Regions from separate parts of the Zea mays genome. Here region 1 is linked to region 2. The links are chromatin contacts, called in public Hi-C maps. All regions are on one chromosome and are shown on one strand. The core of a region is the stretch at or near the end of the contact, and the rest is flanking DNA. Distances in the headings are between cores, read along the strand shown. Region 1 holds the start of LOC100282503 (lactate dehydrogenase1). Region 2 holds the start of LOC100272874 (ankyrin-3).

What was found. Hi-C and Micro-C count contacts between places; a contact is called where the count stands out from the background.
Region 1: a Hi-C map of ear shows a contact between it and region 2, with 2.2 times the contacts expected there. The contact joins the promoter of LOC100282503 here to the promoter of LOC100272874 in region 2. A contact is called at or near these places in 2 of 25 Hi-C or Micro-C datasets (ear and tassel).

What each region holds. Positions count from the first base shown.
Region 1 is chr5:69,375,200-69,380,079 of Zm-B73-REFERENCE-NAM-5.0, reverse strand. It overlaps LOC100282503 (lactate dehydrogenase1), which reads right to left and starts at 2,497. Exons shown (of 2, transcript NM_001155412.2): 1 at 1,715-2,497; 2 at 622-1,419. The coding sequence starts at 2,335. The coding sequence ends at 973.
Region 2 is chr5:68,795,108-68,800,321 of Zm-B73-REFERENCE-NAM-5.0, reverse strand. It overlaps LOC100272874 (ankyrin-3), which reads right to left and starts at 1,796. Exons shown (of 3, transcript NM_001147327.1): 1 at 1,148-1,796; 2 at 1-67. The coding sequence starts at 1,261. It overlaps LOC100281473, which reads left to right and starts at 2,040. Exons shown (of 8, transcript NM_001196170.2): 1 at 2,040-2,673; 2 at 2,783-3,309; 3 at 3,438-3,488; 4 at 3,574-3,681; 5 at 3,926-4,021; 6 at 4,106-4,207; 7 at 4,287-4,346; 8 at 4,455-4,906. The coding sequence starts at 2,148. The coding sequence ends at 4,520.

The DNA of each region.
Region 1 (4,880 bases), core at 1,248-3,747, 580 kb before region 2:
GATCAAAGTACGATGATCACCTAGAAAGTTTATGAGTGAGTTAACTCGAGACTTATACACGGTTGTGAGTGGTTCACCGTGCCAACGCAGCAAAGAAATAGCTCATAGAGGGCACTTGGACCCAGGAAAAGAGACACTTTTGCATGGGGTGCTCAACGAGAATTAATAGATAGTACCGACTTAGTGATACATCAAGAAAAAGGTTATATGTATTTACTTTTGAGAAATTCACTTCGAAAATTTACATTATAAGAATTGTCATGATAATATAGGTTTGGAAATCAGAATACAAAACTTTTGATTACATATTAGAGACAAGGGTAAAGTTAGGCTTGCAACTACTTCCTCCGTCCACATGAGTTTATCCTTTTAGGTCTGCCCTAAGTCAATCATCATGGACTTTGACTAGTTTTACCATATGGTTCATAAAATTTTACAACATAAAAGCAAAAACAAAATATTCATTATAACTTGAACTATCATAATATATACTATCCCCGTTCTCGAATATTTGTCATCCGCTAGTTTATTTTTGAACTAAACTGCGACAAATAAAAAAGAACTGAGGGAATAAATTTTTTAGTTTAAAACAATTTATTCTTTTATATATATCGTTGATCAAAGTTTAAATATTTTGACTTACGAAAAAATCTAGAAAGACAAATTTATGTGGACGGAGGGAGTAGAACTTAATTTATCATGAAAAAATTAGGAAAGCTCAATCCATCGCCTGTTGGGCATTGTGATACTCTTGATACCACCGTGTAGTATAGCTCTCACAACAATAACGATTTGGTGAGATACATGAAAAAGAAAGCCACAGCCCAAATACTCGTAGTAAGCAGCTTAATGCAGCTAGAAAGCACACATTGTAGCGGTTTGTTTTTATTGAACACGGGTACCGGATGCTGCTGCTAGGTTGTGGAAATTGATGCAATAATTAATTAATGAAGAGAGACGGTGATGTGATCATCAGAGGCCGAGGAGCTGGCAGTTCTCCCAGATGGTCTTGGCGGAGCGGCGCAGTCGTTTGGCCTCCTCCTCGGTGAGCTCCATCTCGGCGACGCCCTGGACGCCGGCGCGGCCGAGCCTGGCGGGCAGGCTGAGGAAGACGTCGTTCCCGTCGGGGATGCCGTGGAACCCCCTGGCGAGGACGGAGACCGGGTGGATGCGGCGCTGGTCCCGGAGCAGCGACGCGGCGAGGCTGGCGACGGAGTAGCCGATGGCCCAGGAGGTGTAGCCCTTGAGGCTGATGACCTCGTAGGCGCTGTCGACGACGGCGCGGCGGATGCCCTCCAGCGCCTCCTCGTCGAAGCAGCGGTGGCTCTCCTGCAGCGACTTGAGCACCGGCATCCCCGCCACGCTCACGCTCGACCACACCGCCACCGAGCTGTCGCCGTGCTCGCCGACCATGTACGCCTGCAAAACAAATTGATTGATTCATAGACATGTTGTATGCTCAGTTCTACCAAGATTTAAATCAGATCAAATCTTCTTCCTTCTTCTTTTTTTACCAAGTTTATGCTCTCGGTTTTACCGAGTTTAAAATCAGCTCAAATCTTTTTACCAAGTTTATGCTCAGTTTTACCCTACATTTAAAATATGAAATCTTTTGGAGACGCTCTTAGCAACCAGAGGAGTGGTCACAGTCCAACGGGAACTGATGCCTCTGGCAGATGTGGGCCAATGGCAGATGTCATTACTCCTCACGAACCTGTACGTCCTGGGCGTTGACGTCGAGGTGCTCGGCGAGAAGGAACCTGAACCTGGACGAGTCGAGGTTGGTGCCGGATCCGATGACGCGGCTGGCCGGGAAGCCCGAAAGCTTCCAGGCGACGTAGGTGAGCACGTCCACGGGGTTGGACACGACGAGCAGCAGCGCGTCGTGGGACTGCTCCGCCAGCGGCGGCACGATCTTGCGGAACAGCGCCACGTTCCGCTGGAGCAGGTCGAGCCTCGTCTCGCCCTGGATCTGCCGCGCCCCGGCCGTCACGATGACCAGGTCCGAGCCCCTGGTCACGGACATGTCGGTGCCGGACACGAGGCGCGTGCGCGGCAGGAACGCCGCCGCGTGCTGCAGGTCCAGCATCTCCCCGCGGAGCTTGTCCGGGACCGCGTCCACCAGCGCGATCTCGTCGGCCAGGTCGCGCGTGAGGATGGTCTGCGCGATGGCCATCCCCACGTTGCCCGCGCCGATGACCGACACCTTGGTCAGCCTCCGCCGGTGGTGCTGCGACGTCGGCGTCGACGAGTCGCCGGACACAGGGCGGAAGAAGCCCGACGACGCGTCGCCGGCGTCGAAGCCCAGCTCGGAGAGCGAAGTGGCCTTCTTCATCTTCTTCTTCCCACCGGTGGTGCTGCTGTTGCGGGCGGAATGGGATGGGATTACGTGTGTGATATGATCTGGTTGGGTCAAATCTCCGCGGATCGGATTTCTCTGTGGAGGAAGGAAGGAATGGCAATGGGCAATGGCTACTCGACTCGTGGGAGGGGAAAGGTCCACCACCCTGCTCTTTATATATTCAATTCCATTAATACCCTGGCCCCACACCAAAGACCAAACCACTTCACCGGTTTGGAGCCGCTGGTTAAAATTGTTTCGTTTCAAAAAAAATCTTAAATTTGAACATACCAAGGTGCGGTTTAGTGCTTCACTAAACTGAAGTAGATAGGGCCGGTTGACGACAGTTACCCACCATACTACTAGTGATTAAAAAAACAATTCATTGAATAGTTCCTTCTCTTTGCATACGCTACCATCAAGGGTCTTTTACTGCTGTAAGAGCTAGTTTAGGAGCTAAAATACTGGAGAGAATTAGAGGGGTTAAAACTCTCTTCTTATTTAAAATTAAATAAGTGAATTTTATCTCATTTAATCTCTTCCATTTTTATGGCTTCAAACTAGCCCTAAGTGTGATCGTGCTATCTATATGAACTTTGAACTTATTTTATCATATTTACATCTGTTCGTCGCACAACTCTCCCGGCACAACAGTTTAGGTCCTTTAACTTTTCTACCTTGGTGGTATTCTCTTAATAATAACACATATGAGTAGTATTCGATGTTGAGCATGTTCGTTTAACTTTAATCTATATTGATTTTTACTGCTTATTCAGTGTCTTGCAGTTGTATTAGTCGAACAACTGTCAGGGAACAACCTCGTTCGTGACGCTTTCGCTTTCCTTTGTTGCGTCTTTGTTCGAAAGGCGTGCAAGTCGGTGATAAAAATAAATCAACGATCGATGACTCGTACGGCCGGTGGAGACCATCATCAACCAACGATACAAAGGGTGTAATTAGCGACCGAAACAAACAGGGGGGCGCGCGCATGGTTTTGTGAGCTTTCTCTACTTATAATAATATATGCGTAGTATAAAATAATGACGCAGCACCAGTACATTGTGGTTATATAAGTACGCCATTTGTTATGACTTATATAAGTGCTCTAAGGTTACACATACAAATATTCATAATGTTTTCTACAAGTCTAATAAAGCTTTGGAAAATATTGAATTGGTCAAAATCTATGACTGCATTTTTCATTTAGATAACATTTAGTACATCTCAGCTTTACTGTTGAAGCTTCTTCTTTTGTAAAGCAACTTCGCGAGCGACTTTATCAGTAAAATTGAGCTGTTTTTTTTTAAAAAAAAATGTTTAGTAAAGCAGCTTTACTAAGAGCTCCACATGTATGTCGGACAGAAGAAAATGAGAGAGAGAGAGAGAGCTGTGAAAGGTTATGGGAAAAGGCAAGCATGTGCTGTGTGTCTGGCGAGGCAAATCCTGGAGCTGAGCAGCCGGTTTTCACTCACCTGGTCAATTAACCAAAACCACGCGTACCGCCGCCACTCTTGCTACATCAACGTATCAATCGATAAGCATCTGCATCCTGTATCATTGTTTACTAGTACATAACATATGGCTTAATTTGTACCTTCTCTTGACTTTTACGTACATAACAAGATGCAGCATTATGTTAACAAATAATAATGCCCTAGTCAAGATGAAAGAATTGATTCGTCTCCAAAGAATAAACAGTCTGTGTATGCGGCTGGCTAGCACAGTAGTAGTACACTATAACAACAACACTACAGAGCCATGCTTCTCACACTACAAAGACACACACCTTCTCCTCTATCCTTCTCCAGGGAACTAAAACCAAAATGGCGTTGTTTGCGTTTTAAACAAACTGGGTAGGGGCAGATTATCTGTACAAGGGCATCTGCATGCTGCTTCTCTTCCCTTCCCACCTGTAAACAAAGGCCCACCCAACCCTTTCCCTTCTCTCTAAAACACAAAACCAACATATATGTATATATGGCTACAAAAAAAAACCCTGCATCTCTATTAGTACAGGCCTGACGCACCTCGGTGGTTTAGAGCGCGCCCCAGAATCTCGTGCAAAGTCACACCAAGCCCATTCCAGCTGCGGCATCCCCGTGGTCAGCATTTTAAGGGCACCTTCTTTTCTGTCACCTGCTTGGGGAGGGGTTGTCATCGCTGCCTTTAAGACACGAGTTGCGACGGTCATGCTGACCAGTCGCCAGTTACAGCTCGACCTCATGAAGATCCTCTGCCAATCCATTGAGATGCCCTGATGAGTTGCTGTTGGAACGGCTGTGTGGTGGTTTGCCAGGCATCAGTGGTGAATGCGTCGTCTGTCTGTCAGGCGATATAGTGCCCGCAAAAGCATTAAACTGCTCAGAGTATGTCCCACTCCAGGACGCGGCTCGAGATTTTGAGAATGAGCTGTCGTTGCTTAATGACGATACCCCGGAACCCTGGTAAGGGGTGGAGATGTTCTCCATACTAGATTGCCGATAAATTGTTGATTGCACTGGTGATGGAAATTGCGTGGGTGGTGGGGTTGAAGAAAATG
Region 2 (5,214 bases), core at 547-3,046:
CAGGACATTTTGGTCCCCATGCAGGTGCATTCACATCCATCCCCCCCTCATCCAGGAGACGTCGGACCTAGGCAGAGAGAGAGAGAAAACCATATTTATTATCTAATTAGATAGGTGAGTAAGCAAAAACATTTGGCACTAGGCACCGTCGCACCAACAGGCAACAAGAGAAATAGAAAGACACCATTACTAATGAAGGTTAATATATATCCAGGGATGAGTATCATTGTAAAGGCCTAGGATGAATACCATTCTAAAGGACTAAAAACAGTGGTATTTCTTCCCAAATGTGTCTATAACAATTGCCAAATGAGTCAACGCAGTATATTTATTGCTAGTGGAAGCACATGAAATCAAGGAATAAGAAAAAGGGAAATAGTTATGTACAGCCAGTCACAGATGAAGATTGGAACAATATTTGATGAAAAACTAGAATTGAGAACCAGCTAATTCAGAACGATTCGAGATAGTAGAATTTTGAACATGGTCATATGGGCTTAAGATGGGCACAGAATTTTGATATATAATTATAAAGGTGACGGCCAACAAAACTAATTATACATCTAGAAGTAGTTGTTTGTTTGGATTGCTCTGCTTAGCTTCAGGGTGGTGACAAAAAGGATTCCTGAAATACTGGTTGCCTTGACCTGAGTGCAATTTTATGTATTTAGTGTTATTTTGTGTGTGATGCATGCACACAATCCATGTGAACCAACACGTGCTGGAATCTGTATATGGTATCTGACGATATGGATAGAAACGGTTACACTCTATTTCCATCGTATATTACACATAATAAGAACTAGTTTGGGAACTCCATTTTTCCAAGGGATTCCTATTTTCCTAAGGAACAATGAACTAATTTCTCTTAGGAAAATAGAAATCCCTTGGAAAAATGGGATTCCCAAACTAGCCCTAAGTTGGACATTTGCTGGCCACCTTTGGCAATATTTTATATACCAGATCATCAATCAATACAATGGCGGGCTCCTTTTCCCCCTTCAAACGTTTTGGTAAATTGTATGGGTTCACAATCTAATCTAGTTTATGGGTTCACAATCTAATCTAGTTTGGTATAGCATGCAATGTATCATCAATCATTAAGAGAAATACAAAGGTAGAGAGGTTATGTATGAATGATGGTTACCTCCTTGAGGTCTCCCTTGCGAGCAGCAACATGGAGCGGGTTCCAGCCACGGTCGTCCGCGTCGTGGCAGCTCCGAAGGCGGCTCATGCTGAGCGACCTGCGCACCTGCACCATGGTATTTTGGTATCCTTGGCGGCTCCTCGAGCAGCAGGACAGGGGAGGATCTCGAGACTCAGATCCAAAGCAACGGAACAATGAAACGAACGGGAGTAAAATAGCGGGGATCGGTTCCGATGGAGGAAGCGGCCGGGGGCGGAGGCGGAAGCACTCAGAGATCGGAATCGGAGAAAGAGGGATAGGAGGAAACGGCTAGCGGGAGTAGTTGCCCATGCCGAAGGGAGCCAAGGGATTCAAGCCGGGTCCGAGGGCGCGGAGGTTCTTGTGGAGCATCGGCGAGGAAGACGGCGGCGTCGATGAGCGGCACGGGGCGTAAACCATAGTATGGAGGCACGTGCTGTCTGGTCTGGTGGTGGTGCCGGTGTATTTGTTCCCTTCTCGTTCCCTACTCCAATCGAATCGGAATTCGACCGCCAGGCAGTCTAGAGGAAGTCGGAATTGGGGATCATTGCTAGCCTATCCCGCCGCCGATCTGCGTCTGCCTGGTGGTGGTGGTGGGAGCGAGAGCCGAGAGGGAAGAGGCAAACCCTAGAATTTATTATTTAGGAAGAAGAACAACAAATCAGAATCCAATTCCCATCCTTCTTATTTTTGTTTTCTGAGACAAACTTCTATTTGTGGATGGATAGACAGAATTGCCCCCGAGCGGCCAAAACGGAAACGACCCGAGCCGACCAAGCCAGGGTTCGTCGGGTGCCCGTGCTGCTCAGATGACGCAAGAGGTAGCCCATGGACTAGGAAATGGAGGCCCATGAAGGGCCCACCTAGATTTCATTCCGCTACGGTTGCGACGGACGATGATTCCCACTCCATTTTGTTGCGGTGCAGAATCCCACCCGCCGGCAAAAACCCTCTTCTCCTTCTTCTCTCCGCCGCCGCCGCCATGGCCGCCGCCGTCGCACGCTCCCGCGCCGCCGCGGCGTGGGTCCGCCTCCTTTCCTTGCGTCCGCATAGCCTCGCGGGTTCCACCGCACTCCCACGCCACGGCCATCACCTAGGCTCGCGGATCACGCCGCCGCGCCGCCACCTGGCATTCTCCGCCTCATCCGGGGACGCCAGGCCCCACCAGAAGTTCCAGAGCGAGTGGGTCGTGCACGAGCTGCTCGCTGAGGTCGAGCGCGAGCGCCAGCGGGAGCGACAGGACCGCCGCGCAAAGGACGGCAAAGACCAGGAGGAAGAGCCGGAGGAAGACGAAGAGGACTACATGGGCGTCAAGCCGCTCATTGAGAAGCTCGAGCGACGCAAGACCAAGGATATGGCCGCCGGCGAAGGCTTCTGGGAGCCCACCGACTCCGACAGCGACGAGGACGACGAGCGCTACACGCCCGATGCCATCAAGCAGCGCGTCGACGAGTTCGAGCGCAAGTGCAAGCGCCATGAGGAGTTCCTGCAATCATTCGCAGAGGCCGGTAATGAACCTACTTACCAGCCTCATCTCATCCCGTCCTCCATCCATTTCCGCCTCGTTTATTCCTTCAACAATTCTCTGTCTTTTGCTGCCATGGCCAAATGTGACAGACACCCTAGACGAGGCTCACAAATGGATGACCAAAATCAACAACTTTGAGGAGCGCCATCTCAAGCTGCCACTGGAGTACAGGGTCATCGGCGACATGATGAACCGTCTCAAGGATGCCACGGGGAAAGAGCGCTTCGTTCTCCTTCAGAAGCTCAACCGAGCCGTCAGGATCATGGAAATCAAGGAAGCCTACGACCCCAGTAACCCTGCAAACTTTGGGATCATCCAGCACCAGCAGGTTGGTTCTCCTGAGGATGTCGTGCTCAATGCCGGCTTTGATAAGGAGAAGCAGATGATCCAAGGGGCAGAACTTGAGGATGTCGACGAGGAATTCAATGATGTGAAGGAGAGGGATGATATTCTCATAGATAAACTCGATGCTATTGAAAAGAAGATTGAGGGGAAGCTAGAACTGTTGGATCATACCTTCGGTAAGAAAGGCAGAGCTTTGGAGGAGGAAATCAAGGATTTGGTGGAGGAACGCAATTCCCTGTCCGAGAAGAGCAGGAGACCTATGTACAGAAAAGTAAGTAGAATCATCAATTGAAAATAGTCCAATCAGCCTAGCAATCTTTTGATTGGATATATCTTCCATCGATGTCTTTCATGTTGCTTTATGTGCTAACATGGATATCATCATGACACACCTTACAGGGTTTTGATGTGAAAGTTATCGATGTTAACAGGACATGCAAAGTCACAAAGGTTATCGTTCTTTGTTTGAGTGACTTCAACTGATAATTAGTCTTTTCGCCAACTCTGTTGCCTAATTTTACATCTTGTTTATCAGGGAGGCCAAATAGCAAAATTCACAGCGCTATTGGCCACTGGAAATTACAATGGTGTTGTTGGCTTCGCTAAGGCTAAAGGCCCAACAGCCAAGATTGCAATACAGAGAGTATGGATGATTTACCTTTCCAAACAAATTACTAAACTCGTTCATGGTGCCATTTAAGGCAGTAGCATTGTGTGTGTGTGTGTGTAGAATCGTTGATCTCAGAAATATGTGATAGTTACCTGGGATCTCTCATGTATGCTAGATGGTTGAGCAACTGGTTTCATGCTTCATTCGGAATTAGCTGAGTCAACTGAGGCATCTAGGTCTGACAGGAAGTGTCTTTTTTAATTATTCTTTTCACCAGGCGTATGAGAAATGCTTCCAGAATCTCCACTACATGGAGCGATACGAGGATCACACAATCGCTCATGCTATCCAGGCCAAATATGAGAAAACAAAGGTGAACACATGGAAATACCGAATTTCTCTTATATTTGTCAATCCTGCTGTGGTAACTCTGGTGGACCTGATTGTGTATCTTAAGATATATCTCTGGCCTGGGCCAATGAGGAGTGGAATGTCTGCTGCTGGTAGGACTGTTGAGACTGTGCTGTACTTGGCTGGTTTCAGCAATGTCAAGACAAAGGTGTGATTCTTGAGTCCCAGCTATCACTATCAGTCCTTTTTCAAAATTGTGATTTCCTTTCTATTTTTTTCTTCTGCAGATTATCGGATCAAGGAACCCACTTAATGTGATTAAAGCTCTCTTCATAGCTTTGAATGCTGTATGTGCCCATTTCTTGCTCAAAATCTGCCCAATTCAATCTCCTCATCCTTGATATTTATTTGTTTATAGATCATCTTCTCAAATTTTTCAATCATTTTGCTTCCAGATTGAAACCCCGAAGGATGTCCAACAGAAGTTTGGGCGTACTGTCGTCGAGTCATATTTATTGTGATCATCATGATTGTTTGGAGGACACAGAGGCGAGCGGAGCCTGTATAGGTTTTGCCATGAGAAGACCAAAGAGGCAAATGCCAGGTCCAACCAACGTGAGCCCTCTTTGTTTTGGACTTTTGGTGGTGATGTTGACCAGACCATTGATGTTGAAGTGGCAAGAATGTCAGTGTCAACAGTAATCGGATAAATAGATGGTATTTCCCTGACCCTTTGTTTGTAGAACTTGAATGAACCTGGGGACAGAAACACATTTGAGGGTTCTTGTATAAATCAAGGTCAAGATCAGAATTGCCTCGTCGTGCCTTTGTTTTGTTACCATAGCTTCTTCTCCCTACATACTGTTGTTTGGATGATAAATTTAATTGAATATTAATTTCTCCTGAACTGGTTGGACAGGTGAGAAAGTAGTAGGACGGGTTATTCATCCCAGAATGCTACAGCTGTATTGTCTTGTTAATTGTGGCATTTACATACCATCCGTTTGGTTTATTGGCACCACATCTACATACAAGTATAAGTAGATACAAATTAGATAAATGAACACGACGATTTGTTTATCGAGGTTTGGTTTTAAAGAACCTAGTCCTCGTTGAGGAGACCCCAAAGGTCAGGTCTATTCCAACCCTTTCCCTCTCTTAATCGGTCACACAGACCGTTCGAGTGCTTCTTCTTAATCACTTGGGTCACTAAGA